Regions from separate parts of the Mus musculus genome. Here region 1 is linked to region 2. The links are chromatin contacts, called in public promoter capture Hi-C maps. All regions are on one chromosome and are shown on one strand. Each heading gives the region's core, a stretch centred on a gene start, on an enhancer-like site or on the middle of the called end of the contact. The rest is flanking DNA. Distances are from core to core; before and after follow the strand shown.

The links. Promoter capture Hi-C pulls out the DNA fragments that hold promoters and counts their contacts.
Region 1: a contact with region 2 is called in a promoter capture Hi-C map of cranial neural crest. The contact joins the promoter of Zscan26 here to the promoter of Vps41 in region 2. A contact is called at or near these places in 3 of 39 promoter capture datasets (cranial neural crest, liver and pre-B cells).

Annotation. Positions count from the first base shown.
Region 1 is chr13:21,451,328-21,455,946 of GRCm38.p6, reverse strand. It overlaps Zscan26 (zinc finger and SCAN domain containing 26), which reads left to right and starts at 2,220. Exons shown (of 6, transcript NM_001347491.1): 1 at 2,220-2,369.
Region 2 is chr13:18,714,108-18,718,563 of GRCm38.p6, reverse strand. Vps41 (VPS41 HOPS complex subunit) reads right to left here and starts at 1,272. Exons shown (of 29, transcript NM_172120.4): 1 at 1,228-1,272. The coding sequence starts at 1,248.

The DNA of each region.
Region 1 (4,619 bases), core at 971-3,470, 2.7 Mb before region 2:
TTTTACCTAACTGGGCAGGCATTCAGACCCTGCCTATCTTCTTCACCAGGCTTGAGAAGGTAAAGCCAGAGGAGGAAACAGGGTACCAGGACCCTTTCTCTAGCCACCAGACTCAAAAGCAACTGAAACTCAAATCTGCGTGGGCAGCAACAACTAGAAAGATATTGGAGCTGTATCCTCAACGGCCTTAGAATAGGGTCCCAAATCTAGGACCGCACATAGTTCTGACAGTACAACAAAAATCTAATAAAGACCATGCAAATTCTTGAAACAATTCTATGAGTTGTATCTGAATAATTCTATGAGTTATTTTCTGAAATAGGACTTATCGGTAATATACTCATGTATTGCCAATAATACTACTAATATAGAAGCCCCAGTCTCATACGTGCATTTATATAAGACCTGCAGGCAAATCTTGATATTTTGCTAGTTGTATACTCTGCTCTTCTCAGCCAGTACAGTCTGACGAATCACATTCCCTGGAATTCCTCCGGTTTTTATTACTAGTATTGGAGGATCCTTTCCATCTTTGAATGGCTGGAATCAGACTTAACAGTTTACAACTCTAAATTATACAGATGCTAGGACTTTGCAGGATTGGATGGCCTGAGGATGGGGCTTAGAATGTAGAATTCAATTATCTTTGGAGAGAAGAAGGACCAAGATGTGCCAATTTTCTTTCTAAAGTGTGTGTGTGTACGTGTGTGTGTGTGTTGTTGTTGTTGTTGCTGCTGCTGCTGCACAAGGTCAGAAGAACCCCTGGATGCCCTATAGCTGGAGTTGTAGGATATTATAAGCCGAGAGCCTAACCGCTGTGAACTGGGTTCTCTAGAAGAGCAGCAAGGGCTCTTAACATCTGGACCATCTCTCTGGGTTAAGATTTAAAAGCCCAACTATTGAAAGGTGACATGTTGCAGTAGGATGTCAAAGACTTGCAGGTAACTGGGAACTAGGAGACTTTAAACCATTTACCAGGACTGTTAGCCTGCAGGGCCCAAATCTGTCAGCGGGCTGAGGAATTACTGGGTTTCCTCCTCTAGCCTGGAAAGAAGAGTCTGCTTGGAAAGCAGTGACTAACAGTTAGACAAACGGGGAACAAAAATTTGCAATTCTCAGGCAATTTAACATATTCCTGGGTATGACAGGCTACTGTAGAATTTGGTCCCAATTTTTGACTCTATGGCTAAGCCCCTTTATGAAATTTTGAATGGACCCAGAAATAGTTATGGGTTTGGAACCTTTAAAAGGGGATTTGACATCTGCTCCTACCATGGGAATTTGGGGCTTGCAAAAGTCTTTTCAGTCAACATGGAAAGGATGGAGTCCTAATGTGAGTTCTCACTCAAATGATTGGAGGTGAACCTCAAACTGTGGCCTATTTATCAAAGTAAATGGCTAACAAGGGGGATTATAGGGGAGGGAAGGGTGGTAGGGGACTTTGTGTTAGACACTATAGGAAGGACTTAAACAGATGATTTGTTTGCTCTGAGTTAATCTGCACACAAAACATCTTAAAGCTGTGTTTGTTCTGACATGTTTGTTCTGAGTTAGCTTTACACACCATTGGCTTAGCAGACTGCAAAGCATATAACTGACACCACTATACATTAACCAGACTAAGCTCTGTTGAGTGCCTTCGTTCGAAGTCAAACAAGATAAGCTTAAAATAACAAAGTGAACTTCACTTTTTTTTTTCCACTTTTTTTTTCAGCAGCAGCAGCAGCAACAACAACAATAACATAGAAACTTTAGAAAGAAAATCGGCATATCTTTACCCCACTTCTCTTCAAATATCATTGAATTCTAAATTCTAAACCCTACACTCAGGCAACCAAATAAAGAAGGCACAGATAGGAGTCTTTGGAACTTGGTGGCAAAAGGGTGGGGAATGAAGAATAAACTTGAGCACTAATAATTAACTTTGGTTCTCTAGAATCCAACCTACATGATCATGCCAGCTTTTGCCTAAAGCCCAACCTAAAGATTCAATTGCTGTGTCTGTTTGCTGGTGGCTGTGATTACAGCCCGAGCTTTGTTATTCTAGTGATAGAGATGACATCTCTGTGTGAAAACAGTCAAACGAAATGGTCTGATTTATGTAAATGAAATCTTTCAACTTAGACCCAGTCAGGACACCACCGAGTTGAGTCCTGGTCCTCCCATCGTCCTAGAGCGGAGCCGGAAACTACTGGGCTGGAACGCAGATTTTGAGAGACGTGTGACTGACCCTGCGACCAGGGCGAGGGGGACGTACGGTGATCGGGTTCCAGCGGAGAGAGAACCCGCAAACTTGGGACTCTCGAGCGGAGGGTCTGGTTGATACACAGAAACTCTCCACACCTCGGAGCTGGGAGGACCAGAAGCTGGTGCGTGACGGAAGCTGCGGGGCATGGGAGAGGGAGGGAGCTCAGGACGTAGTTGGTGAGGCGGTTTCCTGCTGTTGCGCAGCTCAAGCTGACTGCAAGCTCCAGCGTATCTCCTACTTCAGCTTTCTGATGGCTGAGATTGCCAGCACTCCTGGGTTCTGTTGCTTTATTTTGTTGTGAGGGATTTTTCCCCCTTTTTTTGTTTGTTGTTGTTTGGTTTTAAGAGCGTTTCGTGAAGCCCGTGTTGGCCTCATCATTTGGCGGCGTATACTCTTAATTTGAACTCCTGTTTATCCTTCTATCTCCGAGCTCTGAGCTCATAAGCTGGAGCTGCCACACATGGCTTCTGCATGTTTAAGTAGTTACCACTGTAAGTAAATAGAATATTTGAGTAGATAATCCGAAATAGATGGGTAGACAGAGGCGGCTTTAAAAGGCATACGTGAGAGAACAGCGAATACAGAGGCCCTAAAGCTGGAGCTTGTCTGTCTTATTTAGGGATTAACGAGGGCACCAGGGTATTTCGAGCGCAGTGAATAAGATTGCCACAGAGGATAAGTAAGTGAACAAAGTGGCCATTTGGTTGTGTGAGGAACTTGGTCTTGGGTGATAGAAGGACATACTCAGACAGGTCTTGTAATTGGACACCCATAATGTGCATAGATTAGAGGATGAGCAGAAATGAAATCAAGAATGGGTTGCAAACCAAAGTTGGGTGCAATTAAAAACCTGCATCTGAGCATAGTGACTAATTTCTATAATCCTAGCACTTGGGAGAATTGCCCATTGTGGGCTAGGGAGTGAGAGCCTTGGGGAAAAGGAAAACTGGCAGGAAATCTGGCAGGAAGTGAAGACTGACTGTTGTAGTTGTGGCCAGGTGGATCCCACAGCTTTTGCTTCTGGATCAGATGTACACACACAAGAGAGAGAAGGAAAAAATAAATTCATAATTCGGGGGTCTGTAGATTTAAAAAAGGACCAAAGGTAAGTTCAGTCCACCGTTGGTGGTTCACGTCTTTAATCCCAGGTTTGGAAGGCAGAAGCAGTCAGATCTCTGAGTTCAAGGCCAACCTGATCTACAGGGCAAATTGTCGGACAAACAGAGCTACACAGAGAAACCCTGTGTGTGTATGGGGGAAGGGGTCTGGAGGGGGGGGGGGCAAAACCAAAAAAAAAAAAAACAAACCCCTGAAGATCAGCTTGGAAACCTGTGTAAAATCATAAATTCTTCAACTCTTCAAGTTTCGTCTGTAGTGTGAGGTCGTTCTTAGTGTGGTGTCTGTGGAGATTGACTAAGCAAGGGACGCACAGGTGGAGCAGCTCTGTTGGCTTGTTGACTGTGACATGAGCTGTGACTAATCAATAAGAAAAAGGTTAAAGGGTTTTCCCTGTAAGAGTGGGATATATAAGGAACCAAGAACAAACAACAGTGGTAAGTTTGGTCATTAAAGCATAAGGAAAATTTAGACCATATTAAATGTTAAACTTGATCTTGATGGTGATGGCAACTCATTGTGTGCAACATGCTTCATTTCCCCCGTAGGAAGATCTCAGGTGCAGTGTGGCAAGTAGTCCGTGTCGGGAAGACCAGCATTTAAAGCAGTGGTTCTCAGCCTTCCTAATGCTGCGGCGCCCCTTTAATACAGGTCCTCGTGTTGTGAGGTCCAACCACAAAATTATTTTCACTGCTATTCTATACCTGTAATTTTGCTGCTGTTATGAATTGTAATATAAATATTTTTGGAGACAGAGCTTTGCCAAGGGGGTCACGACCCACAGATTGAGAACCACTGAGTTGAAGTAAGAGACGTCTGAGTAAGAGAGCATGCCATCAAGAAAATACAAGGGTGGACATGAGGGATATGAAGCCGTAGAATCAGAAGAACTCAAGGTTGCTGGAGAGATGGCTCCGCAGTTAAGAGCACTTTCGGGTCTTCTAGAAGACTCAGATTCAAATCCCAACACCCACTGGAAACTCCAAATTCAAGAGATCTACACCCTCTTCTGGCTCTCTTCAGGCACACATGTGATGCACAGATATATGTGCAGGCAAAACATCCATGCACATTTTTGAAGAGAACTTGATTAATTATATACATACAGTATAAAAGAAAGGGAAGAGAATGCTCAGTCTTCTGCCTTAAATGGCAGGGTCACTGGAGTTCCTTCCAAAGACAGGTTAAACCACCACGGTGTATATGTATATATATCTAATCACATTGTAGAACTGAGTCGCCACTAATTTATGTG
Region 2 (4,456 bases), core at 23-2,522:
AAGGCCCTTTAGGGTGATTACAATATGGGCACTGTTTTACCACAGTTTGGGACAAGAGGATTTAGGACATGGAGGCTGTATATGACTTCCATATCAGAATAAATATTTACCTCACAGAATTCTTTTAGAAGGACCAAATGCCATGTGTGAGGATCTTTTTAAGCTCGAAAGCACTGCACAACTGTGAATCAGGTTATCTGCCTGATTTTCTACATTTTAACATCAGACAGCCTTGGCAAATTCCTCTTCTGCATGAGTGGGAATACAAGGGCTACTCCATATTTCTATCACACTGGGTCTAATCTAAAAACTTAACTTGGATGTTTGTTTTACTACAAAACCACAACTGTATTTCAACGTGAAATGAAAATGCTCAATGTGAAAAGCCACCTTGCAGTAGTCAAACTAAGCAAGGTCTGCTGGGAAGGAAAACTCTTTTGCCTCGGACCTGCACTGCAAAAGACAGTTTGCACAAATGATAGTAAAGAGGCTCTTGTTAACGTAATGACAAAACCCAAATTTTTCCTTGTCAAATTCCGTAACTTTTGGCACACTCAAAATAAAGCACAGATGTGAACAGTAAAAAGTCCACTAGTAAATGTCTCTTAGGACAGTAAACAGAGCATCACCATGCATGTCTTAAGGAACATCACAGAAACTGGCAAGCAGGGCATTTAATATATGAGGGGGAAATATGGTAGATGATACATACATATATATGCTTCTATGTGTGTGTGTGTATACATATATGTATATGCATATACACACATACACATATATACATATACTTAAGGAATCTCTTCCGAGTTTTAGCCTGAGTCTTCTATTTTGTTAGTTTCATTTAATTTTGTCCTTCGCCCTATATCAGAACGTCTGTATGAAAAAAAGGCAATAATTTGTACTCAGCACCTCAATGCCACTTCTCAGCTATAGCTGGACGTTTCCATCTACGTCTTGCCAGCAACGGGAATAATCCTTAAAGCCTTGCATAGCAGTCTACTCTTAACTTGCCTTTTTCAAAAAATCCCATTTAACATAAACCAGAAGGGCTGAGCCCAGGCAAGGCCGGCTCGGACAGAGCGGGTGTGCAAGGCGCTATCCGCGCGGAGAAGGGCCACCCCAACTCGCCCGGTCAGAGCTGCCACGTTCCTGGCACTCCGCGTCCCAGAACCCCTCGCTCGGGTCTCCAGCTCCCGGCTGCCCCGAACTAGTTCTGCCAGCGTTTACCTGCTCCTCTGCTTCCGCCATAGCGCAGCCTGAGAGTCATGTGACATACCCGGAAATAGGAGAAAACAGCCCCTGGGCCACAGCCTACTGGGAAATGTAGTTTTTCCCGCACACTAATCTGGTTCCTTAGCCAGCTCTCATTTTTGCTCAACAGAGACACCACTATATCTATAATTAATGCTAAATTGTTATTTTGTTGTTGGTCTACGTTCTGTTGTTATTGTAGCATTAAGTTCTTTCTATTTCAGGCTCCCGTTTACAGTAAAATTATGAATTATCTCATTTTCTATTTCAGGCTCCCGTTTACAGTAAAATTATGAATTATCTCATTTAGTCCTCCCTGTGATCCCTCCTGTTACCGCCATTAACAGGGGAAAGGATAGTAACTCGGAGATTTCACTAAACTTACCTAAAAAGCCTAGGTTTAGAACCTATCCCTCTCCGAAGTCTAAGACTACTATATCAAATGTTCTTTAGTCTGATATGTTGTTGTGCCTGCCCACTCACTTTTTAAAGTGATAGTGACTATTTATATAAAAAAAAAAAAGTCTACAGTGGAAAGTGAGAAAATAATGTGTATTCCTGCAAAGATTTAGTATCTTGGTACATTAAATTGACATCTTTCATTTTAATTTAAAATTGAATTGTATAGATATTTTGTCTGCATGTATGTCTGTGCACACTTAGGAACCTCGTGTCCTCAGATGTCAGAAAAGCATATCAGATTCCCTGGAATTACAGATACATATATTTGAGAGCTGCCATATAGCTGTTGTGAATCAAATCTGGTCCCCCGTTAGAGAAAAAATAGCAACTGACATATGAATATAGAAAATTATAAATCTCTATTGTTTAATTGCTTCGTAACTCACATTGACTATCTTCAAGATACAATGTCAGATAATAATTTGTAAATGTAATATGAAAAACATCATTTAGAAAACTTGAGCTATCCTATGTTTCAGGACAAAGTAAACTATCTTTCCTATTCTGTGGGAATTCACTCATCTTATCCACTGATAGCCATTGTCTGTTTATTGTCTTAAGCAGCTGGCAACTCACAGAGGGCAGCACAGTTGGCAGACTGTGGCAGATGCCTCAGTGCCCTTTCGTTCCCTGTAATTCCCACTGACAGTAGCCTAGTAGGAAGTCATATTCTTAGTACTCAGCATTTCCCTTAGTCTCTAGATGTTGCTTTCTCAACTCATGGTCTTCAATGACCTGGAAGCCATGACGATGTCATCTTTCAGACTCTTGTCTTCTCCCAAGAGCCTTAATAAACCTCCAGCTCTTCCTGAGGCCCCTCTTCCAGTCTGCGCACCAAGCAGCTAATTTGGACACCCACAACCAAGGGTCCAAGGTCATGTCTGATCGAACAGAATTTTATATATGTTATTAAGCCACTCAGGCCCAAACAGCACTCATGGTGGACTTCAAGCTACTGAAAGACCTTGTTGTGAGAATTTTTTTTTAACTGGCAGGTGCCTAGACAATCTATCTCCTTCTTTCTAAGGTACCAATAACAAACCAAACTTCAGACCCATCAAGCTCCCCTGGGGAACCAATGAGCTTATTGAGCTTACAGAGCATGGGTGAAGGGCTACTGCCTGGAGCACAAGTGGCCCCAAAGCAACCACAATGGAAAGTTTTTACCCTCCCTGGCTGAAGACTTAACCATAACAATACATGGGTTTTCTTTTCCTTGTTTTCCCCTAGCCTAAGTCCTCTAACCTCTCACAGAAACTATGAAGGCACACACAATCAGTACAAAGCTGCATGAGGCTGGCTGTGATGAGAGATTGGGATGAGAGGCTGGTAAGGGTCCAGTGGCTCTCCCTACCTCCTCCTATGAAAGAATGATTGTTTACAAGCAGATGAAGATGGATATTGTTTGATTCAGAAGCTAGTGCTGTGCAACAAGCTCCTGCATAGCAGACACAGAGCAAGCCCTAAGTTTAATTTCCACGGGAAATAGAAGACATCTAAATCTTCTGTTCCTCTGATTGTCTTCACAAACCATCATTTTTCCTTTTCTCATTGTGAACTGGATCCACAGCATCTGGTGAGACTGGCTGTCTCCTGTTTTGATCTGACACAGACATGAAAGAGGAAGACAAAAGCAGGTTTATTACCATGGTTTTCTCCTTGTTTTACTGGTCGTTTCAATTTTGATGAGAATCAGTCATACCTAAAAGCAGTGATTCAGGGAAAGTCACCACTGAATTCTCAAACAAGGGTTTGTTCTGGACAACAGTGTGTGATCCACTCCACCCACTTCAAATTTTGTTGTTATTGTTGGGTTTTGTTGAGACCAGGTCTTACTATGCAACCCTGGCTGTCTTAGATCTCAATATACAGACCAAGCTGCCCTTGGACTCACAACTCCTACTCTCCCAAGTGCCTTGTTTAAAGGCGTGAGTTGCCATGCCCAACCTTCAAATTTTGATGACTTCTCAATCCTTCCTTTCTTTTATGTTGGGATTCTTCTTAACCCTGCCTGTCAGTTGAAAATCTTCCTGGAAAAAGTCCTCTGAGGGATGAAGATTTGGACCAGTGGTTAAGAGTGCTTGCTGTCACCATCTTCAGGAGTCAGCCTGAACAGACACATATGAATATGTGTTCACACATAGACACACAAATAAATAAATAAATAAATAAATAAATAAATAAATAAATAAGTAAGTAAACAAATAAGTAGATAAGATGATAATTTTAAAATGAGAACCAAAAGGTCTTCTGAGAACTCAAATCAATCAGGGCTGTAGCTCTAATTTCACTGCTGATTTATCTGTCTGTCTGTCTGTCTGTCTGTCTGGGCTTTCTTTTGCAGCAGCTGAATGGAGCTGTAGGTTTGTATGTTGAATGAGTTCTTTCTAAAGATTCTCTGAAGGGCACACCCCTTTCATACACTACATGGGTTCTGCTCTTAGAAACATTTTAATGAAGAACCCAGCAAGACAAGTCTAGGCAAGTGAAGCTAGAAGCCTGTTACCAGCTCTGACCCATGGTGGACTTTCAACTCTGTGGAATGAAGAATGGTTGAGGTGTTTTCTTTCTCAAGGGTGGTGGTGTGTGATAGATTAAAGAAGCAGCTGAAGTTCACATTCTTCTCTACTCAGTCAAGCCCTGAGAGCCCTCAGATAGTGCTCTCCATATCTGCCATCTTCACTATATTCAAATACATTGAGCATGGGATCCACTGGGCATGAGGGAAGTGAAGAGGCACAGG